7 separate regions of the Mus musculus genome follow, and all the other regions are linked to region 6. A link is a contact called in public ChIA-PET and HiChIP or PLAC-seq data. All regions are on one chromosome and are shown on one strand. Each heading gives the region's core, a stretch centred on a gene start, on an enhancer-like site or on the middle of the called end of the contact. The rest is flanking DNA. Distances are from core to core; before and after follow the strand shown. Region 1 holds the start of 9130023H24Rik (RIKEN cDNA 9130023H24 gene). Region 2 holds the start of Itgam (integrin alpha M). Region 3 holds the start of Ypel3 (yippee like 3). Region 4 holds the start of Apobr (apolipoprotein B receptor). Region 5 holds the start of Taok2 (TAO kinase 2). Region 6 holds the start of Prr14 (proline rich 14). Region 7 overlaps Gm39087 (a long non-coding RNA gene).

Evidence for each region. ChIA-PET counts read pairs in DNA pulled down with a chosen protein or histone mark. HiChIP or PLAC-seq counts read pairs in DNA pulled down with a chosen protein or histone mark.
Region 1: a contact with region 6 is called in an RNA polymerase II ChIA-PET map of memory CD8 T cells, with 6 read pairs. The contact joins the promoter of 9130023H24Rik here to the promoter of Prr14 in region 6. A contact is called at or near these places in 2 of 39 promoter capture datasets (erythroid cells and pre-B cells) and 2 of 115 datasets of contacts at active chromatin or transcription factors (memory CD8 T cells and microglia).
Region 2: a contact with region 6 is called in an RNA polymerase II ChIA-PET map of memory CD8 T cells, with 6 read pairs. The contact joins the promoter of Itgam here to the promoter of Prr14 in region 6. A contact is called at or near these places in 3 of 115 datasets of contacts at active chromatin or transcription factors (bone marrow-derived macrophages, memory CD8 T cells and microglia).
Region 3: a contact with region 6 is called in an H3K4me3 HiChIP or PLAC-seq map of embryonic limb bud, with 4 times the contacts expected there. The contact joins the promoter of Ypel3 here to the promoter of Prr14 in region 6. A contact is called at or near these places in 5 of 39 promoter capture datasets (the C10 cell line, hematopoietic stem and progenitor cells, hippocampal neurons and 2 more), 1 of 15 datasets of contacts at CTCF or cohesin (large pre-B cells), 1 of 484 Hi-C or Micro-C datasets (B cells), 9 of 115 datasets of contacts at active chromatin or transcription factors (bone marrow-derived macrophages, embryonic limb bud, embryonic stem cells and 6 more) and 3 of 9 other capture datasets (adipose tissue, liver and macrophages).
Region 4: a contact with region 6 is called in an H3K27ac HiChIP or PLAC-seq map of double positive thymocytes, with 4 times the contacts expected there. The contact joins the promoter of Apobr here to the promoter of Prr14 in region 6. A contact is called at or near these places in 1 of 39 promoter capture datasets (pre-B cells), 1 of 484 Hi-C or Micro-C datasets (uterus), 2 of 115 datasets of contacts at active chromatin or transcription factors (double positive thymocytes and memory CD8 T cells) and 1 of 9 other capture datasets (adipose tissue).
Region 5: an RNA polymerase II ChIA-PET map of memory CD8 T cells shows a contact between it and region 6, with 277 read pairs. The contact joins the promoter of Taok2 here to the promoter of Prr14 in region 6. A contact is called at or near these places in 7 of 115 datasets of contacts at active chromatin or transcription factors (bone marrow-derived macrophages, embryonic stem cells, extraembryonic endoderm stem cells and 4 more) and 2 of 9 other capture datasets (adipose tissue and liver).
Region 7: an H3K4me3 HiChIP or PLAC-seq map of bone marrow-derived macrophages shows a contact between it and region 6, with 4 times the contacts expected there. The contact joins the enhancer-like site here to the promoter of Prr14 in region 6. A contact is called at or near these places in 1 of 39 promoter capture datasets (neutrophils), 3 of 115 datasets of contacts at active chromatin or transcription factors (T-cell acute lymphoblastic leukemia, bone marrow-derived macrophages and memory CD8 T cells) and 1 of 9 other capture datasets (liver).

The regions. Positions count from the first base shown.
Region 1 is chr7:128,235,937-128,239,311 of GRCm38.p6, reverse strand. It overlaps 9130023H24Rik (RIKEN cDNA 9130023H24 gene), which reads left to right and starts at 1,281. Exons shown (of 1, transcript NM_177001.3): 1 at 1,281-3,375. The coding sequence starts at 1,893. The coding sequence ends at 2,906. Armc5 (armadillo repeat containing 5) reads right to left here and starts at 1,955. Exons shown (of 6, transcript NM_146205.2): 1 at 723-1,955. The coding sequence starts at 1,185.
Region 2 is chr7:128,061,087-128,064,779 of GRCm38.p6, reverse strand. Itgam (integrin alpha M) reads right to left here and starts at 2,140. Exons shown (of 30, transcript NM_001082960.1): 1 at 2,010-2,140; 2 at 44-149. The coding sequence starts at 2,037. It also overlaps the pseudogene Gm22809.
Region 3 is chr7:126,775,278-126,779,125 of GRCm38.p6, reverse strand. Ypel3 (yippee like 3) reads right to left here and starts at 2,163. Exons shown (of 5, transcript NM_025347.3): 1 at 2,023-2,163; 2 at 1,173-1,355; 3 at 1,029-1,072; 4 at 712-820. The coding sequence starts at 1,289. Gdpd3 (glycerophosphodiester phosphodiesterase domain containing 3) reads right to left here. Exons shown (of 10, transcript NM_024228.2): 10 at 3,481-3,672. The coding sequence ends at 3,499.
Region 4 is chr7:126,583,106-126,586,528 of GRCm38.p6, reverse strand. Apobr (apolipoprotein B receptor) reads right to left here and starts at 1,521. Exons shown (of 4, transcript NM_138310.1): 1 at 1,461-1,521; 2 at 1-1,153. The coding sequence starts at 1,517. It overlaps Cln3 (ceroid lipofuscinosis, neuronal 3, juvenile (Batten, Spielmeyer-Vogt disease)), which reads left to right and starts at 712. Exons shown (of 18, transcript NM_001146311.2): 1 at 712-1,234; 2 at 2,249-2,355; 3 at 3,082-3,226.
Region 5 is chr7:126,882,996-126,886,493 of GRCm38.p6, reverse strand. It overlaps Taok2 (TAO kinase 2), which reads left to right and starts at 1,527. Exons shown (of 16, transcript NM_001163775.2): 1 at 1,527-2,588. It overlaps Tmem219 (transmembrane protein 219), which reads left to right. Exons shown (of 6, transcript NM_026827.1): 6 at 179-275.
Region 6 is chr7:127,469,712-127,473,501 of GRCm38.p6, reverse strand. It overlaps Prr14 (proline rich 14), which reads right to left and starts at 1,888. Exons shown (of 11, transcript NM_145589.2): 1 at 1,525-1,888; 2 at 1,236-1,404. The coding sequence starts at 1,547.
Region 7 is chr7:126,635,113-126,638,757 of GRCm38.p6, reverse strand. Gm39087 (a long non-coding RNA gene) reads right to left here. Exons shown (of 3, transcript XR_869941.1): 3 at 3,579-3,645. Among named protein-coding and RNA genes, the nearest start is that of Nupr1, 11 kb to the right of the region's middle. Within about 2 kb of position 1,442, at least 32 of the 459 cell types and tissues checked have an H3K27ac peak or open chromatin away from gene starts, as enhancers often do. A contact at or near this core is called in bone marrow-derived macrophages, where this site is marked.

The DNA of each region.
Region 1 (3,375 bases), core at 32-2,531, 770 kb before region 6:
ACAGCAGGCAAGGTTAGAGAGAACTTGGCATTCCATCAAGCCTACTGTCAAACACATTACTTGCAATCTATGCAAGTTTAAATATAAAAATGCTTCACTTTAAAAATTAAGATTTTTGTCAAAATTGAGATACAGGACAGGCAATGATGCAACTTTGTTCCCATCATCACCATAAGGAGGCGCCAAATCACCCGGTACACAGAAAGGCTGATCCTCTGCTGGAATTTGTTTCCTGTGTTTAAGTACCCACTTATGCTTGGAGTCTGGGCACTGTACATTTGAATTTCATTTTCTACTCAACTTCAATCCTGTCGGGTAGCTATTGTTATTACACAAAGAATTCTTGCTTTGGAGGGGTTGGGTGATTTGCTTGGTATGTCTGACTTTTAAACTCACTTTCTAACTTTTAAAACTACACTTTCTGGCCTCCTGCTCTTCCATGTGAAGCCTTGCACAGGGACGGGTACTGTCCCCGAGAAGCACCAAAAACAAAGTATAAGCCACTTGCTCAAAAGTGAGGCAGGAGTCAGTATCTACTTCTGGTCTGGGCAGGTCCAGGTCTAATTTATGGAGAGAGCAGTGACGTCACATAGCATCACACCTGAGGAGATGAGTGGCGCTGCACCATCACAAAGCATGTACTCAGAGGCCTGGCATAATGGAAGGGCAGCGCAGATACTGTGGGTTGGAACCTTTCTAAGAAATGGGGGCGGAGCACTTACCCAAAGGGAGAATGCCTCCAAGTCTCCGCACTTCGGCCCGGCACGCCCCTTCTGTACAGCAGTTGGCTAGAATGCTGAGCGCCAAATCCAGCGTCTTGCGCAGGCGCATTGGCAACGAAGGCGTCAAGAGCGACTCGGCAGCGGGGGCGTGGCCAGGGGTAGAACCAGCTGACGCAACCGACGAAGGGGCGGAGCCAGAGGCTGCTTGGGACGGGGCGGGGCCCGCAGCAGCCGTTCGGCGGAGCAGGGCGAGAAGGGGGCGGAGCCCGCCGCGTGCCCGGAAGCGCTCAATCCCCTCTGCCGCCTTGATGTGGCGCGTGCGAAGAGCTAAGAGCGCGCGGCCCAGGGGTGTCTCGTTGGTAGCTGGGTCCTTTCCCCCACCTGGCCCCTCCCCGGCCGCCGCCGTGAGCTGCGCGAGGCAAAACGAGAGCGAGTCCGTAAGGGCCGGTCTCGCAGCCGCCATCTTGGCCCGGGCCTCAGGCTCCGCCCCGCGTCTCGCCGGTACTCTGAGAGAGCGGAACTGGAAGAGGGGGGCGTGGCCAGGCTGCTCCTCGGAATAGCGCCGCCGCAGTTATCTTGCGAGTCGGAAGTTCAAGTTCTAGATTCTGGAACTCCGGTACTTGCACAGTCGCAGAAGACATGGCGAGAATGGTATTTATCTGTGGGAAAGTAAGAGGCGCGTGCGGTGCATGCTGGGATATGTAGTCGGCGCCAAGCTTAGTGCAGTTTAAGTGGGTGAGAAACTCCTCCCGGGGCCGAAGAGTGAACTGTTGCTCCTAGGATCAGACGCCCCGCGGTGGAGTCTTAGTGCTGTCCTGTGCTCCCCAACGTGACTTAGCCACTTCGCTCCCGGTACGTCCTTGTCGGCGACGTTCAGACTTGATTGGCAACCCTCAAAGCGCGGTGATCAATGGCTCCGAAAGCCGGACTGACAGACTCGCAGAACCCCAAGCCGTTTCAAAAGTGCTAAGTTCCCGACAGAAAGGTCTCGCCAAGCGAATGAAAGAGTTAAACCTACCGGGAAAGTTCGCTGCCACTTCCTAGAGTCTCTCGGGCTTGGGGACCTTTCCGTTTCCGGTACCGGCCTCCAAGCCTCCAGTGCCCCGTTCTCCAACTGTGCTGATGAGTTAAACGGGTGGCATTTAGGAAACCGAGCGCTTTTCGGCCGCAATGGAACTTGCGGCTCCAGAAGTGACCAGGGAGAATCTAGATGGGGCTAAGCTGCTGGAGAACCGGACGTCAAAATTCCCGGGAGCCCCCAGGTCGCCCCTGGATCGCGAGACCGCGCTACATGAGCGCCCCCTCCTGGCGCGGCCGGAACAACCAGCCCCCGTGGAAAAAATGCTGGACCAGCAGTACTTATGTAGGTCAGGCTCTGGCCCCAAGGAAGAAACCTTTGTCAAGACCAGTGATCCTGCAGTCCCCAAAGCTTTCAAGTGTAGGGATTGTGGGTTGGCTGTACCCAGTCTCTCTGATCTCATTCACCATCAAAGCAGCCATGGGTGTGACCGCCCTTACAGCTGTCCAGAGTGTGACAAAAGCTTCCGGCGTGGCTCAGATCTGGTTAAGCATTACCGAGTTCACAGTGGTGAAAAACCATACCCCTGCCCAGAATGTGGCCGTTGCTTCAGCCTCAGCTCTAATCTCACTAAACACCGTCGTTCTCACTCAGGTCTCCGGCCGCACAAGTGCATGGAGTGCGGAGAGGCCTTTGGTCGCAGTGCAGACCTAGCAAAACACCAGCGGGTGCACACTGGGGAAAAGCCCTATGCGTGTGCTGAGTGTGGAAAGACTTTCAGGGTTAGCTCCAACCTGATCCAGCACCAGCGAACTCACACTGGTGAGAAACCCTACCGCTGTGGCCTCTGTGGCAAGAGTTTCAGCCTGAGCTCTAACCTTTTACAGCACCAGCGCTGTCACACAGGCGAGAAACCCTACTTCTGTGCCTGGTGCGGAGACAGCTTTGGGCGAAGTTCCTATCTGCTAGAACACCAGCGTTCACACACGGGTGAGAAGCCCTACAATTGCTGTGAGTGTGGCAAGAACTTCACCAACAGCTCAAACTGCCTACGGCACCAGCGCACTCACAATGGAGAACCGCCCTTCAGGTGTCTTGAATGTGGTCGTGGCTTTAGTGAGATCACCATGTTCACTGAACACCAGCGCATCCACTTGAGCAAATGACCTTTCCAGAATGTGGCAAAAATCTCACACCACAGTTCCATCAATGTTCACACATGGGCAAGAAACCCTAGAAGTTTCCTGATTGCAGCTAGTATTTTTGTGGACACCAGCCTATGCACACAAGCAAAGGCCTTTCATTTGCAGGTTTGTCAAGAGCTGCAGTCAGATTTCCCACTTGCTCTTCTACCAGGTGACCCACATGAGCAAGAAGACCTCCATCTGCCCCTTAATAAGGCAAGCCTTTGCCCATAACGCTTAGCCTTGTCTAACATCAATGGGTGTTCCAAGATGAGAGTTTCTGCAGTTATCCCTGGCTTCAATGAAGGGACCAGAGTGTTGTTAGTTTTTTTTTTTTTTTTTTTCTTTTTTTCTACGTCCCGAAGGTGACTTAACTAAGGGCCACTAATGGGGTTCACAAATGGCATCTGGGTTGAGCCACAGGCTAGACGAACAGCACTAGAGCTGTGTC
Region 2 (3,693 bases), core at 891-3,390, 590 kb before region 6:
TTCTCCATGCAAAGCAGACAGCAGGCTCCCCTGAGGACTTTACCTGGTTCCGCCAAGCTGGACCACACTCTGTCCAAAGCCTTTTGCATTCTCTTGGAAGGTCATGGGATGTTCAGTGTCCAGATTGAAGCCATGACACAAGGCTAGGGCTGGAAGGATAACGGAGAAGTAAGAGTCAAAGCAAAGGAACCAATATGGTTAAGAGAACAACACACATTTCCACCCGTGACCATTCCTGTCCACATTCATTGAAGCTCTGATGGTCCTGGGCAGGGATCCACAGTGTGGGATCTCTCTGTTATGTTTTTGAGACAGGATTGTATATAGTCCAGTCTGGCCTGGAACACTACAGTGTAACTGTGGATAACCTAGACCTCCTGGTCTTCCTGTCTCCCATTCTACCTCTCAAATGCTGGGGGTGCAGGGGTGGGCCACCACACAGAAATCCATCCTCTTTTTCTACAGAAGACCAGCTGGTTACACAGTGAGTTCCAGACCAGCAGGACTGCATAGTAAGACCATAGAGGAAAAGGTGGTGTTGGTGTGGTTGTTTCAAGACAAGGTTTCTTTGAGTAGCCCTGGATATCCTGGAACTATCTCTGTAGAACAGGATGGCCTCAAACTCTTAGAGATCCACCTGCCTCTGCCTCCCCAGTTCTGGGATTAAAGGTGTGTGCCATCACACCCAGCTTGAAGAGCTTTTCAAGACAGTGTCTCACACATCCTAGGCTGAAGACCATCTTAAGCTCCTGATTCTCCTGCCTCTACACCCCACCCCCAGGGTGCAGGAATTACAGGTGTACACTACTGTATCCAGTTTATCTGGTGCTAGGGATCAAATTGAGAGCTTTGTACATACTAGGCAAGCCCTGGGCTTCACCTCTATCTACCAAGTTTTCATCAAGGAATCTCAAACTGTAGCCCATTATCACAATTTTTGTGATACAGGTTTATCCAGGAGATGAATGAGACTCTTAAGGAGTGACATTTCACTTCACTGGGAGTAAAGCTAGCATCCTCTATCATTGATGGATGATAGATGTTTGTCTTTTAAGACAGGTAGCAAGAGTATTTAACCCACAGGCCAAATATGCTGACGCAGGCTCAAAGGCCTGCACAAATGCCTATGATGGGGTATGACCAGTCCCTTTCTAAGCCCACAATGGCCTCTTCCCCCACTGTCACAACCACAATGGTTTACACAACAAAGGGCTCAGTTAGAAATTTTCCTTCCTATGCAAGTTTCAAGTAGTTCCTTCCCTTCTTGACTCCCTCTCTACAAAAGTAGACATAAAAGGAAACAAAACAGTTTTTTTTTTTGATTATCAGTCATTCAACAAACATCCACACTAGGTTCTTGGTAATTAGAACGTAAGACTAAGGAGAAGTGGTATGTGTTGAAACACAGCCGGAAATGTATCCGCTGCGCTCCCTGGTGCAGCTCCTTCACCTCTCTGGATCCTGGTAGCCTGTCTGCCAAACAACCCTCACAGCATCGATGGATTTAGTCCTTCATCCATGCATCCCTAACTATTCCTCCTGCCTACCTCTGCTCTTTTTCTTTTGGAATCCTTTATCCTTCCCTAATGCCCTTTGCCTCTCCTCACCTAGCTCCTTCCTATTCCCTGACCTTTCTCTCCACTCACAGATCCAAAAGATCCCCCTCCCCTTTTGATACCCGCTACTGACTTCCACTAGCACTGCACACACCTGATGGATAGACCTGCATCCAGGTAAAACACCCACACACTCAATGATTCCCTTTTTTCAAAGAAATGCCAAGAGTTTGTCCAGCAAGGTGACTCAATTGGTAGAGGTGCTTGCCATTAAACACCGACCACCTGAGTTCAAGTCTCGGTATCCACATTCCCTAAAACCTTTGATCTCTCCCCACCTACTCCTTCCTATGACCTTCCTCTCCATTCATAGATCCAAGAGATCCCCTCCTTTCCAATCTGAGGACCCCCTTCTCCCCACCCTGAGGATCCCCCAAGACCCCGCCGACATACCTGTGACCAGAAGAGCTTTAAGAGTCATGACTTAAAGGAACAAGGCCCTGAAAGAAGTGTGAACTGTGGTATTTCAGGCACCACAGACACTTTGAGGAAGCCACCAAGGCCAGGAGGGAGGGGTAAAAACAGAGAAGTATGAGGAAAAAGCTATGAGAGACTCAAAGAAAGAGGGCGGAGGCTCTACAAGCACCCAGCCCTCTGTAGCCTTCCTCCGGGAGAAAACAGTCCCTGATGCCGTTTCCTGGCCCGAACCATCAGGGTTACACCCAAAGGTGCCATCTGACACCCGTCTACCTCTGGGATAGCTCAAATATTATGGAAAAAAAAAAAAAAAGCTAAGTAGTAGGCTCAGTGTTTCGGATCAGGCTGGTCTCCCAGGGGACCCACATCTTGCTCCCAGTACCCACATGGAGGCTCAGAAACTGTCTATAACTCCAGTCCCAGGGCATCTGGTGCTCCCTTCAGCACTCATGCACAGACAAACATGCAGGGAAAACACCCACATACATACGGCATAACAAATCTCTTCAAAAAGAAAAAACAGCCAAGAGTTGGTCCAGCTAGGTGACTCAGTTGGTAAAGGTGTTTGCCACTAAGCGCTGACCACCTGTGTCCAATCCCCAGTTTCCATACGGTTGAAGAAAAGAACCAGCTCCTCCCAGCTCTCCTCTGATCTCTCCATCCACGCCATGGTACATGCGCACACATACCCAAAGAGGAAAGAAACCATCGGCGTCTAGCCATAGTGTGGTGCTCTATATAATTCATGAAAGTATTTTGAAAACAGAACTTGATGTTATTATACACAGTGGAACTGAAGGATGTATTGGGAGATATTTAACCATTCCTGCCTTGCTGCATGTGGAGTCTACTCGAAGTTCTTGTTCTTAAAAAACAGTGGTTTCTCGTACTTACCTGGCAGGGGAGACACTATGATCAGGAAGGTAGTTTTCCCAAGCGAGGCACACCCATTGCACTTGGAATGTGCTGACCCGTGATTTTCCCAAATCTAGGATACTCGACTACGTGACTTATGGTATGGGGCACTGTGTACATTTCCCTTGGCTGAGAAAAAAAGTGGTTTCTTTACTCTCTGGGTTGTGTTTTGTTTTGTTTTGTTTTGTTTTTGTCTTGTTTACATCTACTTATTTATTTGGTGCGTGTGTGTGTGTGTGTGTGTGTGTGTGTGTGTGTGTGTGTGTGAATGCTTGTGGGTTTCAACTGTGTAAGTATGAAGGTCAGAGCACAGCTTGCTGGAGTCAGTTTTCTTCTTCCACCATGCAGGTCTCAGGGATCAAGGTCAGGTCCTCAGGCTTGGTGACAAAGCACCTTTACCTGCCACCTCGTGGACCTTGTTCTCTACATTATCAATGTGTTGTCCAAGCTGATCTTGAGCTCACTGACTCAGTCATCCTCCTGCCTCAACCTCCCCAGCCATAGACCTACAGGCATGCACCCAGGCCTGGCTTCCTTCTCTTCATCTTGACACATTTTCTATTGTTCCTAGTTATATTTTACAATAGTCGACGGAAGTAGATGTTTACCTGCTGGAAAATAGATAAATAAAATTCTATATACTTTGTTTCAAAGTTATTACATGCACACTCAGACACACACACATGTGGGGCAAGTGGAACCATGCCACCAGACAGAAGAACTGGTAAGACTGAGTTCAAATCCT
Region 3 (3,848 bases), core at 914-3,413, 690 kb after region 6:
TTAGGATTTCAGAGGGGCCAAGCCACCTGTGCAAAGACACACAGGAAATCTGTGGCAGGGTCAGAGGTAAAGTAAGATTAGGACTGTCTTTGCAATGGGGCATCCAGCTTCTAGAAACATGCCAAGTGCCCAATTCCCTATGCTATCCTCAAGTGTATAAGGAATAACTTTGTTACGTGTAATCTGACTCTCACAATGATATTCTGTGCCAGGTAGTGGCTTTATGCTCCCATGCCAGGTAAGGAAATGAGACTTGAGGTTGTGAAATCAGATGCTAGACAGCATCAGAAGTGACAGGAGCTATGCAGAGATCTGGGGACCTAGTTTCCACATTGCTACAGAGTCTTAGTTGTGTGATCTTGGGCAAATGTCCTAGCATCTTCAGACCTCCTTGTCTTCTGGAACAGACTCTGCCACCAGAATAGCTGTAATGATCGAGAGACTATGTGCCATGTGTTCACATGCATGGCAGATAAGCAATTGATAAATGGTGATTCTACATGATGCTAATCATCTAGGACAGGGGTGCAAATCCTTCGAGGGAAGAGAACACCCTCAAAGCCCTGCAATGGACAAACGCCAGTCACTGGGGAAAGAAAGCCAGTTTGTGCTGGGCCACTGGTACTCTGAAAGGCAAAGGCAGATACTTTTAAGGAAGAAGGGATGAGGTTAGGTCAAAGGCCAGCCTAGGGTCAGAGATCTCAAACTCACATATTTCCAGCCCAAAGTGGTCTTGCAGTTCTCACAGTGGATGTCAGCGACAGCATGAAGACCTGTCAGCAGCACCCGCTCTTCTGCTGGCCCGCAGCCCACATTCACTCTGTGGGGACAAAGGGTAGTCCCAGGGAGGGTCTCAGCAGCCCAGAGCCACCCTCTAGCTAGTATGTTAAGTGTCTGGTCTTAGCCTCTAAGAGGAGCCTGATCATGGCTTCCTGTCAGAAACAAGGGACTCTGGGAATATCAGCATACCAGGGAGTCACAGGTCACAACAGAGGTCAGGAAAAGAAAGGAAGGAGATGAATACTCACACAGAGTTGAAGAGGTAGGCACGTCCCTGACTGCCCTGGAAGGACTGGAGGGTAGTGGGGAGACGAGAGGAGGGGGTTAGGGCTATTGGTGGGGAGTTGCCAGGCAGCCCATTGCCATTCTAGACTAAAATGTGACCTGCTTACCTTGGAGATGAGGTCGTCGTGGTTGGCCAGGTGAGCACGGCAGTGGGCACAGCTATACCTCCGGTGACAGTCATCCAAGTAGGCCTGAAACGTCTTGGGCTTTGAAATCCGCACCATGGCGGGGGCCAAGGGCAGTGGCCCCACGCGGGGAGCGGCCCACGGGGAGCAGAGGGAGCCCAGTGCCTGCCAGGAAGGAGAGGTGGACGATCAGGACTAAGGCCACACACATGTAGACAAGCCCAGAACTATGGGGACTCTGTCACACTTGGCTGCTCTCTCCTTTCCCTAGAGCCAGCAGTCTCACCAGGGACCAGAGTCATCTCAGTTTTGACTCACTGAGGAGGCCTCAGGTTGCATCAGCGGGTAAACTGAGGCTAGGAGGAGCTCTAGGTGAGTCACCCACCAGCTTCTGGCCTCACCCCTGCTGAGCTGGCATCTGAACTGGCATCTGAAACGTGAAGAAGGGGCTTCAGAGTGGATGGGCTGCCAGTTTTCAGTTTTGAGGAATGGGGGGGGGGGGCAGAAACTGACTGGTCCTTGGGACCCTAGTTGGACTAGTGATAGGGCAAATGTGGGGTATATGGAGTTCGCTTGGGGAAAGGGTCTCTCACCTGGAGGAGGCAGGCCTCCCCAAAGGAAGAGGGTCCCCTAGAGAGAGGAGGGGTTTTTACCTGCAGGCGCTGAGCCTCATCTCCGCCGAGGGGAATCTTACCTGCATCGCCAAGCCTTACCTGAGACCCCGGGGCTCACCTGGGGCGAGGGGATGGGGGCGTGCGCGGGGGAAGGGGCAGTCCTCGCTTGCGGGGCGGGGGCGCGGGGCAACGCGCAGAGACGTCGGTCCAGGCCTCACCTCGCCTGGGCGCGTGGAGGGCCCGGTCCGCGGGGTGGCCTGGCCTGGGAGTGGGGGGCGCTCCTGATGGGCGCCGTCCCCCCCGGCCCGGTTCACAGCCGCCTCGACTTGTTTACACCGAGACCAGCTGCTGCCGCGGCTGCGGCGGGAGGGGGAGGGGGCCGGCCTCCTGTCCCGGCGGCCTTCGTGGCCAATCGGAGCGCCTCATGCAAATGAGGGGGCGCGTCATACGGCGGCCAGCGCAGGCTGGGCTGCCCTTCCCCCTGCTCCGGGCTCCCGCTAGCCGTCTCGCCCGGAAATGCGGCTACGACTTGCAGCCTAACCCAGAGGCTAACCCGGGCGTGATTGCACCTCTGCTGCTCTGCTATCTCGGGTGCTCAGAGACAAGGATCCTAACCCGGCATGGGGCTAATAAGAGCGTGTTATCTGTATGCAAACCCCTGGGAAATAGTCGTAATTGTCTTCGTTTATCCACAGACCACTGTCTCCATTTGACCAGTTTCCTGAGGCTTGGAGAAGAGATCCTCTCCAGAGATTATCCAGATGGTAAGAGTCAAAGTTGGAATTCACACTTTTCCCAAGCACGTGGAACAGATTGTTAGAAGGGAACTAAAGGTGTCCTTCTATTAGACTCCCAGGAACCAACGCTTTAAAAATCTCTACTGCTGAGCATCATCTGCTCCAGGCATTCTCTGGTATGCCTGACCTCGAGGTTTCTGTAGGTCTGACCCCAGTGAAAATGTCTGTTTAATCGTGTGTCTGGTATACTTAGACTTGTGTTCACTGCAGAGTCCCAGGAACCAGGCAGGCTTGAAAAGTGCTGCACTGGGAATATTTATTAAATGAACTCCAATGTTGGAGATCAGAAAGTGGACAGCAGGTACTGTGGGAGAGCCTGCGAGCTAATCCATGCCTGCCTGCTGCAGTACAGCTCAGCACATAAGGTGCCCAACATCAGTAACATGAGGAAATTCCGTCCCTTGCATATGCCTGGGTCTCTTAATGGTTTCAGGACAACCACTCATCTCTGAATCTCTAGAGTCTAGGTCCAGGACGCTTGGGCTAGCATGCTTTAGAGTGGAGGCCAAGCTGGCACAGGGTGTGGTGCCACTCTGCTGGGTCTGGAATGTAGTGGAACAAGTGGGCCAGCCTACTGACACCCCCAGGCTTTTATTTGCAGGGGTGTCAGTGGGCAGAGTCTCACTTTGTAGCCCTGGCATTATAACTCACAGAAATCCACCTGCCTCTGCCTTCCAAGTACTGAGGTTAAAGCCTAGGCCTAGCTCACCACAGGCTTTCTTGATCTCTCCTAAGATGCTATGTGCACTTGCTTGCAGTAAACTCTGAGCTGCATTCATGGTATGCAAGCCTTCTACCACCAACTTCCATCCCCAGCCGCTAATGCCATCTTTTTAGCCTCCCGAATCGACCCTCCAACCCCTTGTTCCATGAACTATGTTACTGACAAGAAAATATTTATTTTTTAAGAGAAAGACAGGACAGGGCCTCAGGCTGAGGAGGCTGGGTCTCTTCTTCCTGCTTGTCCAGGTAGTGTCTCAGGGCTGTGGGGTAATCGGTCATGACGCCATTGGCTCCCAAGCTGAAGGCCACTTCAAAATCCGATTCTTCATTAAGGCACCAAAATAGCACCTGAACAGAGGAAGAAAACAAGTTAGTTTCCAAACACCAACCCCAAGCTTCCTTTCGCGTCCAGGAGGTGGCAGCCCCTCCTTCTGCACAGACCTCCCAGAACCGGGTGTCCTGGAGCTGATGGTTATCTTTTTTAGAAATTTCCAAATTGGTTATTAAACACAGCTCCTGTCAAA
Region 4 (3,423 bases), core at 272-2,771, 890 kb after region 6:
TAGGCTCTGTGGCCCAGGAGTTCCTTTTCTCCCTGGAGGATTCTTCTGCCCGTACCTCTTCTTCTAGACTCACTCCATTATCCCTGATGGCTAAGTCTTGCCTCTCCTCATCCTCAAAGCTGCCCTCTGTTTCCTGTTCTCCCATAGCCTCCTCTTCAGCTATGTGGCCTTCAGTCATCTCTCCAGTTCTCTCAGCCTCCAGGGTCTGGATCGGAAACCTAACTTCAGCCTCTCTCTTCTCGTCGACCTCATCCTGCTGGTCTCCCTTGTCAGCCTCTTCTAGGACCCAGACTCTCCCAGTAGTTCCTGGGAAGTTGTCTCCTGGGTCTGACCCGTATTCTGTTCCCTGAACTCCTAGGCTATCAGCCCCCTCCCTGTCTGAGACTGTCCAGGCCTCTCTACTCAACATGGCCTGGTCCTCAGACTCGGCCCCGGGGCATTGTGTCCCCTGTGCCCTTGCCCTTTCACCATCCCTCATTGGGACCATCCTCTCCTCTTCCTTGTCAATCCCTTTGGCACCAAACCATTCGATTTCTGCAACCATGTCTTTGGCCACCCAGTCTATCTCTTTGCTGTCCTCTGTCACATGCTGCCCCTCAGTGCCAGCATTCCCCCCAGGCTCGCTGTGCCAGGTTGGCTGTGACTCCACCCCCTCGGCCATCCCTGACTCTGCTGCTCTGACCACCTCCTCCTCTTCTTCCTTCTGTTCACAGGTTCTCAGAGGCTCCCCACTGCTTGCTTCCTCTTCACCGTGCTCCCAGATCTCCTGGGCTGTATTACTGCTCCTGTCTCTGTGAGTCCCAGGCTCTGCCTCAGGCTTCAGTGGGACACTTGGCTCCTGGCCCCTGGCATCCTCAGCTGCCTTCCAGGACCCAGTGTCCTGCCTTTCTGCTTGGGGCCTTGCAGAGCTATCTGCTCTCCACCCCCAGGTCTGTTCACCAGCTAAACTTCCTTCTTGGCATCTTCTAGTCTCTTCGGGTGCTTCTACCCCCTCACTCTGGCCACTTCTAAGTCCCTCCAGTACCTCCTGGGCTTCCTCTCCTACAACCTTCCCCTCAGTCACCTCTCCCAGTTCCTCAGCTGCCTGTGTCTGCCTCTCTACTGTGGGGACTGTGTCTCCTACGAGGTAGGACACAAACGCACTGAAGGAGTCCTAGAAGAGAAGAAAGAAGAGTGAAGGCACTCAGGGGAGGTCTAACCACTTCCCCAGGAGTACACTGTTAACAAAGCCCAGGTAAGAATCAGGGATCTGGACGTCTGCTAAGGGACCCCGACAAGGCCTAGCTTGAATAAGTGGGTACACTTGTAGAGGCAGGAGATTGAAACCCAGGAAGGACTGGGCTAGGAGTCTGGCTGACTGTAGGAAAGGGAGCTCAGGCTTCAGGAGAGGCTGTAAGGGAGAGGAAAGGTGAGACTACGAGGAATGGTGGAAGTTTCGGGTATCTCTCTGCCCCTCTCACCAGTGCTCCCCTCAAAGCCTGATGTAGCCCAGGGAGACGAAGCCGGAGAAAATCCATCCTGCAGGTCTCTGTGTGTCCAGAAAGCTCACAATGACCATCCGTCCCCACCCACGAAGTCCTCCCCAGCACCCAAGACACTTCCTCTTCCCCTGACTCTCCCTGACAAATCTCCACCCCAGGCCCTGTGCACCTCCCCCCTGCTCATGGATGACTTCATGACAGGCAGGGGGATGGCTTAACAGTGTCCAGGTGACTCAGACTCGGGTGCACATCTGGAACTAAAGGGCAGAGGATCGGGCCAGAAAGGGGAAAGGGAAAAAAAAAGTGGAAACAGGAGACCTCAGAATTGGGTATGGGGGAGGGGGCATTCGGCAAGTGCAGCCTGAGTGACTCAGGTCTTGTATTCGCACCTCAGCCATTTCCGCCTCCTCCAAGCCACAGCCTTCAGTGAGAGGAAGCTAGGGTTTGTGGTTCCTGATTTATTTGGGGGAGAAGCTGTAGAAGTGAGGATAAGGCCACTGGAAGTTCTGGGTTCCCATTTTCAACGCCATTAAGATTTTTCTGGGGATGAAAGGTCTGGATTGGTGCTCAATGCCCACACCCTCACCTATGGTTATTCTTGTACTGTGGTCATGTGTCCTCACAGCTTACTGTGAGTTCCTTAAGGACAGAGGCTGCAGAATTTCTAGAGACTCGTTTGGGTAGGAGGATCCTTTTTCTCACTGTTTGAGTGATCTAGGAAGAACACCACAGGAGGGCATATTTCAAACGGCAAATCTTAATGACAGGTGGTTGAAAAGACCCGGGAGAAGTGGGCAGAGGCTGCTGGAATCCATAGCAGAGGAATAGGCTTGATGAAGAATGGTCAAGATGCTGCCCTGCCATCGAGTGGAAGGTAAGGGAAGGACTCCTTATTTGGAACTGTGAGGTGACACATTCCAACTATCCTCTCAGCCTCATTCTCCTAACTTCCAATTAGGACAAACGGCTGACATCACAGACCAGGAAAAACACCCATAGCAGCTTTCTCAGTGAACTTAGCACCTTTGCTCTATTTCTTACTGCTGAGTCTCTGAAGTCAGCTAAAAGTCTAGCCTCTGTTGCACAGTGGGGCGGAGGGACCTTGGTTTTCTCTTGTAAAACCAGGGGTTGGACAACTTTCGTGGTATTTGTTGTTCTAGGATAGTAAGGCAAAGGGGATTTAACCGTAACATCGTGAATATTGCCACAGATAATTCATAGAATGCTGTTTTGTGGGTGTTTATTTTTAATCGATCTACTCTCAGCTACTTCCCAGATGCTTATTATAGGTCTTTACAATAGGTCTGTAAGGACAACAGATAACACTTGAGGCTGGTCGCCTTTGCGCTCAAGCAGAACTTGTCCTTGGGACGTTGGGTGGGGTAGTGGGACATCCGCAGCAAAGTAGCCATAATTGTTTCAGGCAAGTAAGAGCTGCAGGAAAGAAGCTGAAGCCTTCCGCGCCATGACTAGTACTGGCAGATTTGGTCGGCGTCTAGAGCGCCGCTTTTCATGGCTCTACTTGTGGCTCCCTTCGACTCCAATTCAAAATCAGTGCTTCCAGCGTTCTCTCGAACTCTCCTTCTTTTATTCTCCGAAGTTTGAGAAGTCCAAAGGCGAAAAAGAGAAAAAAGGACCCGGAAGTAAGAAGCAACCCTCAAGCACGTGATGGAAGGCTCACGGGTACTGTCACGTGACCCCCAACCTGCTCGTCTACCTTGCGGAGAGTTCAGCTGCTCTTAAAGGTACAGGCCTGGGGGCGGGGGCTTTGCTTTAGAGGGGCAGGGGGCGGGGTCAGGCGGGTGGGGCGTGGGTGAACACGAGCTGGAGATCTGGGGATCCTTCGACGGACATGTCGTGTATAGCAGACAGCGGAACCTGGGACTGACCGCGGGGCATTGATCCTTCGCACCCACCTGTCCCAGACTTTAATCTGTTTTCT
Region 5 (3,498 bases), core at 278-2,777, 590 kb after region 6:
GAAGTGGGAAAAGGCATCTAGCTTTTTGGCTGCTGGTTGATCCTAGAGTTCCAAGGCTACCCCAGTGGGATTGAGTGCCAGAACCTATCCCTAGATGTCGCTTCCTCTGATTTTTGAATCCTTGCAGAAATTCATCCAGGGGTTTTCTTACCTGTCCTGTTTTCTTCCTTTTCTCCAGGTACAGGTCAAGTTCTTGGGGCCCACTTCTGAGTTTAGAAGACCTATTACAAAAAGTGAAGAACTAGACTGTGGGAAAATAAATGGCTTTTGACTACTATTGTGTAAGGTACTTACTGGGGATTGGATTAAAGTAAATACTGGGGACTTTTCCTTGTTGACGTAAAAGAATTTTTTTGTTTTGTTTTTCGAGACAGTTTCTCTATGTATCCCTGGCTGTTCTGGAACTTACTTTGCAGACCAAGCTGGCCTAGAACTCAGAGATCCTCCTGCCTTTGCCTCCTAAGTGCTGGGATGAAAGGCACATGCCACCACTCCATGGGGGCTTTTCTTTCTTATTGGGTGTGCTCATGCCATGGCCCGTGCATGGGGGTCCCAGAGCAGTTGTGCTCTCTTCCTCAACCCTTGCATGGGTTCAGGGGATAGAACACAGGTTACCAGCCTTTTCTCAGCAAGCACATACTTAGTCATTTTGCTCCTGTCCAATTTTGTGGCACTGTGGGTTGAATGTAGAGCCTCGCCTACACTAGGCAGGCAAGCACTCTACCACTGAACAGGCTCCCCAGCCTTGTTTTGTCACGTCTCACTATAGAGCCCTAGCTGGCTTCAAATTCAGAGATCTGCCTGCCTCTACCTCTCAAGTTGCTGGGATGAAAAGCCTGGGCCCCCTGGCCTGGAACTCAAAATCTTTGGATGTCACCCTCTCTAGTTTCCTGATGATTAGCGTCTTGTTACCCTTGTTGACCTTAGTTTGAAATACAAGTTGGCATAGGTCACTTAAAACTGTGGCCGTGTTGGTGGATTTGCTTTGGAAAATATTTGTGGTTTTTTGTTCTTTGTTTGTTTGTGTGTCTGTTTGTTTTTTGTTTTTGATACTGGAACTCCATTAGGTTACATACCCTGCAGAACTGGTATCCTCCTGCCTCAGCCTCAGCTTGCTGAGTGCTGGAATTGTAAGCATTAATCTAGCACTATATACTCTTTAGACACACTGTGAACACAACTGTGCTACTTTGTCATTTGTTTTCTTCCATGAACTTAAATTGATGTTCTGTGTATGAAATGCTTAATGCGTTTTGGCAAGTTATACAATCCTACTGGACCTCAATTTTCCAGTAGGGATTTGACCCATTGGGTTTTCCGAACTTTGGCACATCGTTCTCGCACTTGGGAGCTCAGGTTTAGTTTAGATACTTGTGAACATAATAATGGTCCGGTTTCCCGCCTTTCCGGCGCCCAGCTGCCAGCAGCCTTGCTTTACTCCTTTCAGCCTTTACCCTGCACGCAGGCGCAGACCACAGCTTTCCTTCCTAGAGCACCCCCTCAGAGCTTCCCCTAGCAACAGGCTCAGTCGCAGCGCGAAAGCGTGGCGGGCGCATGCGCCACAGCTCTCTCCACCAGCAGTCCTTGGACCGCGCGCTTGGGCTCCACCCCAAGCAAGCCAAGCCTTTCTCCTCTCCTCTTCCCACCAAGGATCCGCGTGGCGGGGCGCGCGCGCACTTGGGCTCGAAGGCAGCTTGTCGTCTGGGCCGCGGCGGCTACTGGCGAGGGGCGGGGCTATTTCCTTTGGGGCCCCACCCCTTTGGCCCGGCGTGCATACCGCGCCTGCGCGCTCCCGCCCGGTCTCCATCTTGGAATTGGGAGGAAGAGAGAGAGGGAGAGAGAGGGAGGCCGGGACGAGAGCAGGGCTGTGGTGCGGTGAGAAGCTGAGACGAAAAGGAAAGGGAGTGAGGCACAGGGACCATCAGCAGCGCCTCCGCTACAGTCCTTCAGCTGTTCCGGAGAGAGAGGACGGGAAAGGGAGTAGGCCAGGGCTGGAGTAGGGGCTGTCACTCTCGGACCCCAGCCTTAGAGGGGCCGTGCAGCCGGGCGTCCTCGGGGTGGGCCCCTTGTCGTGGCCGAAGACCTGGGGCTCAGGCCCCTGGGTCCCAAATTTTGGGGCTTGGTCCCTTGTTTCTCAGATACCCAGGTATCAAACCCTCGTATATCAGATATCTGGGACCCAAAGTCCCAACCTTTACAAACCTGGGTCTCTGTTTTATAGAATTTAAAATACCTGGGATTCAGGACCCTGTGTGCACCAATATCCGGGGTTCATCCTCCAAGCGATCAGATATCGGACTCATTTTTAGCCCTTGCAAATATACGGGGCTCAGACCCCACAATCGGAAATCCGGGATTCAGCAACTGTCGCCCTCGAGTTGGGGGAGGACTGGACCGCGAGGTCAGATCAGGTTGTCACCCCCTCCCCTCCAGGGGAGGCTTCCCGGGCCCGCCCCTCAGGAAGGGCGAAAGCTGAGGAAGAGGTGGCGAGGGGGAAGGTCTCCTTGCCCCTCTCCCTGCTTGTCAGAGCAACTGGAGTACCCCAGGCGGAAGCGGAGGCGCTGGGGCACCATAGTGACCCCTACCAGGTGAGAGACATGGGTGTATGGGCATGAGCCCCTCTGGTCAGCTCCATGCCGAGAAGCTGGGGCTGGGTAGGCCCTCTCCTCAGGATAGGGATTCCTGTTGGGCCCATGGTCAGTCTCTGGCCAGCCCAGTCTGCTTCTGTTGCTACCTCTTCTCCCTTTCTCTTGCCTTCATTGTGTCTGGTTGAAGGGGTACTCTCAGGTGACAGGGCCTGTCTTGTCACCAAGGGTCACGCCCTAGGATGCTTAGCCAATCAAATGGCTTTCCACCTTTCTAGTCTTTATTAATTTTGCCCTCACAACCACCTCTTCATGATTTTATTATACTCTTTTTTTTTTTTTTTCCCCAAGACTGCTCTAGGGTGTTGATTCCCATGTAGGTGGACTGGCTTATTTATTTATTTAGATTGAGACAGCCTTTCTGTAGCCCTGGGTGGTCGATCTGGCCCTGGAGTCCAGTCTTTAACCTCTTTACAGTTTTGACTACAGGTGCAAGCCACCACACTGGGAACTTATATTTTTTTCTGGCTTGGTTTAGTTGGAGTTTTTGTCCTTGCAAAGGTGTGTGTGTGTGTGTGTGTGTGTGTGAGGGGGTAATATTTCCTCCAGCCCTGTCTCTTGCTGAGATGGTGTAAATAATCTCATATATTTGTCAAGTGACCTATCCTTTACAGAGCGCTTTTGCATACATTTTTTTCCATACTACATACTCCTACTCAACCTGTGGGAACTCTTATTATTGTCTTCCCATTTTACAGTTGAAAACATTGATGCTCAGCAAAGTTGTTCAAGGTCACTGAGTGACAGATTCAGGATTTTAACTCAAGTCTTGTCCCTGACTGGATACCCACTTCTTCTGAGCCTGGGCTTGATGAGGGACCCGCGGGGGAATGTATCAGGGTGAGGTTTAGAA
Region 6 (3,790 bases), core at 639-3,138:
TCCAGGCCAGCCTGGTCTAAAAGGTGAGACGCTGTCTCAGTAAGACAAAACAAAACCCAGAGAAATAGAGTGACTGGACAGGGTCTTCTGTGTCTCACTGTGTCCTTAGCCACAGAGGTGAAAGAGATTTTCAGCTGGACTCCACGAAAATCCCTAAAAGAGGTGATTTGGTCTAAATTAGGGGTGAGATATTATTAGTCAGGAACTACAGGCGTGAAATGATGTAATCTCTTCTTCTTACCCAGGTTCTAGAGAAATAGAAAAATGGTAAAAGACAGTACCATTTTTCTCATGTCTGCCTTGTGGCCAAAGACACTACCAGCATGCTTCCGAACAAGAGAACAGAGAAGTGACAATTTTGGATTTTTGGGTTTTTTTTTTCTTTCTTTCTTTTTTTGGGTTTTTTTTTTGGGGGGGGGTTGTTTGTTTGTTTTCTGAGACAGGGATTCTCTGTGTAGCTCTGGCTGTCCTGGAACTCACTCTGTAGACCAGGCTGGCCTCGAACTCAGAGATCTGCCTGCCTCTGCCTCCCAAGTGCTGGGATTAAAGGCTTGCACCACCACTGCCCGGCTTTGGTTTCTTTTTTAAAAAGCACGAAAATATCATGTTTTTGTTTTACTCCCAGGTGTGGGATATGGGACTGCTTTAGATTGTCCATAGCAACTTACTAAGATTTGCCTCCAGCAGGGGCATAATTTTGCCAGCTACAGACAGGTTCTGCAATTGTATGACTTTTGGAATTCTGGGGACTTTTCATGTTAAGGCCCCCAAGGAATGGGTTGGTTATTGATTGGATGTTTGTTATTATTCACAAGAAGAAAGTAGATATCCTGATGGCGAAGATCAAACCTGCCCCAAGGAACTCGACACCCCTAATCAGCAGAAAGTAGCCTACCATCGCCCCATTCCCTCCCTTGCCTTTATTCGGAGATCTCTTTCCTCTCTATTCTTTTTCTTTCTTAACTAGTGTTAGGGGGTTGGGAGGATGGAAGAACCCACCAAGTAGCAAAGGATAGCGATAACAGGGCAGTCAGAAGAGTTTTTCATACTTAGTAGGATGTGGTTGGGTGAGTGGGTGACTGGACAGGCACATGAATTACCCAAAACCATATGGTCTTGCATTATGGAGGCTGCTTTGAAGGCTGGCTTAGTGGAACTGGTCTGACTTTAGTACTAAGCCAGGGCGGGGATGGAGGATAGGGAAGAGGGAGTGGTCTTTCACTTAAAGGGCTCACCCTGTTTGTAGTCATGACATCTTCCAACACCACGGCAAGGACCCTCCGAGAGGCCTTTTCTAGGGATGAAGGGGTCCCCAAAGGCTGCAGCCTCGGTCTTTTCGGGCTCCTGGCTTCCCATGATGCTCGAGATAGAGGCTGACGGCACAGGCTTGGCTGTGTAAAAGGGCTGGAGGGTGAAAGTAGAAGACAGTTGCCTGAACCTGTTGTTGCCTCTGTTGTAGTCGGGTGCAGCCGTCAGCATCCCCGTCTCCCGAGCTCAAGTCAGGCGGGCGGGGTACGCTCTCACCTGGAGTTCCCAGGCAAGTCCATGGGGGAAGCGGCGGTTCCGGGGAGTCCCTGGGGTATCCCAGGCTGAGGCCTGGGGTAAATTGGGGAGCGGGGGAGTGGGGAATGAGGGCCAGTTCCTCCCCCGGGACTCCGCCCTTCATAGTCCGCCTGCGGCTCCCGGTAGGGCACAGGCCCTTCCTCCAAAGGGCGCCCCCGGCCGGCCTCTCGGAGCCGGGTCTTCCCGCTGCAGCCGCCTTGATCACTCGGGCCCTGCCTGGCACCTGCCGCGAGACTGGATTGCGGAGGTTACAGCTCTCCCACCGCTCGAGCCTCCTGGGACCTTTGTCCCTGTTAGATGCCTCCCTGAGGTTCTCTGGGATCCGGTGGGATCCCGGTCCCGAGAGGCTTCCGTTTCCGCTAGATTCCTCTGTGGTCCTCGCCCCACCAAGCAAGAGCTCCAAAAGAATTACTCCACTTAGTAACAGCCCTCCCTCCTACCAGATCGCCTAAATTGGATCTCTGTGGAAAGAATCCTACTGCGCGGTTCTTCCAATCAGAAGCCGCGCAACTTGCCTCCTCCCACTGAGAGCTTCAGCTTAACGAAGTTCCCCTTGGGGGAGGCCTAAACTCATCACTGAACTCAGTCCGGATTCTGGGTTATAAACTGTCAAACCAACCGGTAGACCATTCACTCCAATCCCAGAAGGTCCAGCCCACCGGTAACATCCCACCCCAAGCCCCCGCCCTACTTGGATCCCCGCCCCGCGTTCTCGGGCGCCCCGGACCAGTTGGCTCAAACGTTTTCTTCTCCCCCCGCCTCCCGGCCCTCTCTCCAGCCCGGTCCCCCCCACTCCCACCCCTCCCCTACGCCTCTCACCGCAGCTTTCCAAGGATCCGGGTTTCAAACAGCTCCCACCTCCGGCTTCTTTAAAGCCTGCCTTATGCAGCGCTGTCCAACCGTCAGAGGCCTTCTTCTGTGTGTCTTAAGCACCGCCCAATTGCCGGTTCCGGTCTTCCGGGGTTAGGAGAAACTGCGTGAAATCTCCTGCCCGCCATAATACGTAGGGGCAAAGAAGCTCAATTGTGCCTGCACCGCCATTTTAATTGAGGGCAGTCTGATTTTAGCACTAGTCGACCGAAAAGCGTCATTTTTCAAAGGCTGGTCAGCGACCAACTACTATATCACGTTTCTTGTTATATTTGGACAAGTGTAGGAAAGCTAAAGTTTCTCCACCTAACGTAATTTTTCTTGTTCTTAACGCCGGTGAATATCGATTAAATGTTAAGGATTTGGGAATTTCCCATTTTCTTAGGTTTAAGTTCCTTAGGATTGAAGTTCCGGAAGTCGGGACGGCGGGACGGAAAACCTGAAGATCCCAAGTTAAAGAGTAGGCCTGATGTGGCCTCTAGCTTCCAATTCAGTTTCTGGAGAGACCAGGAACAGCCTAAGTGGGGAGAAGGCTGGGTGCGGTGAGCTTCATTCACTAGCATTTCTCTCTCTCCTCCCCCCCCCCCCTCCTTTCTTCCTAGGTAGTGTCTGCAGGCCACTCAGAAGGCGACTAATATAACCAACCTGGGGTTGCTTGGTGGAGCCGGTTCATTGTCCTTCCTGTTCTGGGCTGGCAGAAGTAACTCTTGGAAGAGGAGCCTGTCCTCTGCAGGGTGTCAGGTAGTCTTTTGGAATAAGAGATAAGCAGTCGATCCTAATGCTGGAGAGCCTGCTCCAAAGGACCTTTTGTTAGGAGCTGGACTACTGGTGGGGAAGAAGTGGTCATTTACTGGCATCTTGCACTATGAATGCGCCTTTACCACCTAACCAAAGCTCCTAACTCCCCAAGAATTAGCTGTTCTGTGTCTCAGTGTGTGTGTTGGTATGTGGAGGTCAGAAACCATTGTTAGGTGTCTTCCTCAATTGATCTTTTTGTTTTTGTTTGGTTTTGGAGACAGGGTTTCTCTGTGTAGCCCTGGCTGTCCTGGAACTAACTCTGTAGACCAGGCTGGCCTCAAACTCAGAAATCCACCTGCCTCTGCCTCCCAAGTGCTGGGACCAAAGGCATGCACCACCACTGCCTAGCTTGATTGATCTTTTTAAAGAAAAAAAAAATTACTTTTAAAAAAAGTATGTTTTTCAGATCTTTGTGAGCGTGAGGCCAGCCTGGTCTACAGACTTAGTTCCAGAATAACCAAGGCTGTTAAACTGATAAACCATGACTGGAAAAACAAAACAAAACAAAACAAAAAAAACAAACAAGCAAAACAACAAATATGTATGTTTATTGCCAAGT
Region 7 (3,645 bases), core at 193-2,692, 830 kb after region 6:
TGTAGCTAAAGGCAGAACAGTGCTCTGTAAGTTCCAGGCCAGCCTGGTCTACACAGTGAGTTTCAGGACAGCCAGACCTATATAATGGAGAGATGGTTTCTGAGAGGTATCGCACTGTATCTGTTTCTCAGTCCCCAAAGTGTAATCTAAAATCTAAATATAACCAAAAACTGCAGTGTCTTTCTGCCCATGTAAAACTAGTAGAACTAATTGCTCAGAAATGTAACTTGGCGTGGGAACCCGAGAATCCACCCTCAGAGGAATGCCTATGTAAGATTACAGCCTGATAAGCTATGGTGGATTTCTTTTTTTGTTTGTTTGGTTTGGTTTGGTTTTGGTTTTTGGTTTTTCAAGACAGGGTTTCTCTGTGTAGTCCTAGCTGTCCTGGAACTCACTCTGTAGACCAGGCTGGCCTTGAACTCAGAAATCCTCCTGTCTCTGTCTCCCGAGTTCTGGGATTAAAGGCATGTGCCACCACGCCCAGCCTATGGTGGATTTCTGTTTGTGGCTCACATCCCATAGCATTAGCCTGGCCCCAGATCATGATTTTATTAGAGTTCTCCTTATTAATCTCTAAGTGCATTGGAGTGATTTCTCACCTTAAAGTTGGCTACAGCTGGACATGGCTATAAAGCTGGAGCCAGATAGCATCATTTTAGGGAAATGAATATAATGTTCTCTCCTTTTCTTTTCTTTTCTTTTCTTTTCTTTCCTTTCATTCTTTCTTTCCCACAATTTATCTTATTTTTGTATGGGCATAATGGCATATACTTTTAATCCCCACAGAGGTAGGTGAGTTTCTGTGAGCTCAAGGCTAGCCTGGTCTACATAGTGAGTTCCAGACCAGCCAGGGCTTCAGAGTGAAACCTGCCCCATACAAAAGCAGAAAGAGGGGGGCTGGACAGATGGTTCAACTGTTAGACCATTTACTGCTCTTGCAGAGGACCCAGGTCCAGTCCATATAGCACCCACATCGCAGCTCACAACTATCCGTGACTCCAGTTCTAGGAGACCAATGCCCTGTTATGATTTCCTCAGGGACCAGGCACACACAATAAACATACACATATACAAAACTCCATAAAGCCAGAGTAACTGGCCATTGTGAGCTCTGAGAACCAAATTTGGGTTCTCAGAGCAACATGTACTCTGAGAGCCAGCCATCTCTCCTGCCTTTTGAGACAAGATCTCACCATGTAATTCATACTGGCTTCAAACTCGCCATCCTCCTGCCTCCACCTATAACGAATGCTGGGCGATCTGTTTTTTATTTTCCACCCCTATGCATGATTTTGAATCACCATGATTTGAAACACCACCATGTTTAGGTGTTTTTATTTATGTGTATGTGTGTGTGTTCCCTGGGGGGCCATGTAGGTACATGCATGAACCAGAACCAGGGGAAGTGTGATTGCAGATACCCTAGGAGGCCAGAAGAGGGCACAAGATGCCCTGGAACTGGAATTTCAGGTAGTGGTTCACTGCCTGAAATAAGTGTAGGACCTGAACTCTCCCTTGGAAGATCTTAACTTCTTAGCGATTGCTCTAGTCCTGGGGTCCCATTTTTTATTACTATGTAGATATGTACATTTTATTATGTGTATGTGTATGTATGTGTGTATATATAGATATTAAGGTCTATGGGAGCAGTTTGCCCTGGCAGAGAGCAAGAGAGCATACAGATCTTGTAGTGTCACTACTGAGCATTGAGAGCAGCTCCAGGCTGATTAGATCAGACTTATTAAATTCTTGCCAGGTGTGTGGTGACACAGGCCTGCAATACCAGTTTCTTCAGAGTCTGAGCCAAGTAGATCACCTGAGCCTAGAGATTCAAGGCCAACCTGGACAACATAGAGATATCCTGTTTCAAAATCAAACAAGGTTAAGTGCCTTATAAACAGCAACCTCTTTATTGACTGTAGCAGGCACCTGACACTGTTCCCACGTAGCCACAGTGTTTCTACAGGGAACAGACTTGATGAATACAAACATTTTTAGCTCAAGTAAAAGTCTATGCTATGAAGGAACTACTTCTCTAAAAATCATAACATTTAAAATAGAGGGCTTGCAAATCTCAGTATCTACTCCTGCGTAAGAGCCTGCATGTGCTGATCCTTGTCAGTGAGAGGAGAGAGATAGTACTTTTGTTATTGGTTATTGGGTTATTTATTATGTGAGTGTATGTGTAGTGTGTGTGTGTGTCAGGGGGTTTCAGGTCACAGTACACACATGTGGAGGACAGAGGACAAATTGCAGGAGCTGGTCCTTGCCCTCCACCTGAGATGGGTCCTGAGAATGGAAGTTAGGCTCTTAGGTTGGTGGCCCAGCACTTAGTTGTTGAGCCAACTTGCTGGCCTGGGCATGCATTCATTCATTCATTCATTCATTCATTAGACCTGGCTGGTCTCAAACTCCCAGAGATCCATCTGATTCTATCTGTGAGTGAAGGGATTGAATGTGTGCATCAGCATGCTCAGCCTACTTTTGTGTTTCTGAGACAGGGTTTTGTTAAGTTGACCAGGCTGGCCTTGAACTCATGATCTTTGTGCTTCAGCTTCCTGAGAGCTGGAATTACAGGTGTGTACCACTATAGTGAACTTGACAGGCTGAGTTTTTAGAGCTTCCCTGAACTGAGATTTCTGAGATTGGGTTATTGCCTCTGAATCCAGGATTAGAATTCCCTATACTAGGCTTCTTTGATTAACTAAACTCTTCTTAATTTCCTGAGACACTTCCTGGATGTTGTGGTCCAGCTGACTTGCACTGTCATTTTTTCCATGGCCTTCTCTGGGACAGGTGTATATCAAGCAGCCCATTACTCACTGTGCTGTGTGGTAATTTCCTCCCCGGACACTGTTCCCACCATCCAGTCTAGAAGCTCCTAGAGTACAAGGTACTGAGAGTTGCCCATTTTTTCTTTTTTGTTTTTGGTTTGTTTTCATATCCTCAGCACCAAGCAAGGGTCTTGCAATAGCCCATGCCCAAACACTCAAGCAGTAGAGAATGCCTCTCTGGATCTTATTTTCTTTTTCTGTGTCTTGCAGATCTAGACATTGACATCTGGTCTTCTCAAAGCTAAGGGCAGGCATGCTCTGGCCTTGAACTCCATGCTCAGCCCTAGTCCTTCCTTTCTTCTTCTTCTTCTGTTAAATGGGGTTTGATTTCTTTGTCTGATAAATGAGGCTGGGAGGGAGGGAGAGATGATGACTCAGCAGTTCAGAGCTCTTACTCTTTCAGAGGACCCAGGTTTGATTCCAGCACCCACCTGGTGGTTCACAATTGCCCACAATTCCAGGGTGCACATGATACAGACAAAATTCAAGCAAAATAGTCACACACACACATAAAATACACTAAATAAATCTTTTCTGAAAAGACTAAAAGGGAATTGTGATTGCTGGTCTCTTGGGCTACAGCCAGGAGCTGCATGTTTATTCTGTATTCTTCTAGTTTGTTGCTCTATTTGCCCACTATTTTTTTAGTTACCAGGAAAAATGTATGATAGCTATATTTTGCTGAAATATGTATAACGCATAGGCACTTGTTCTTAAATTTCATGCAAATAGTATTACCTGGTTGGTTGGTTGATTTGAGAAAGCCTTGATAATCATGTAGCCCACTCTGGCCTGGAACTTGCTATGTAGC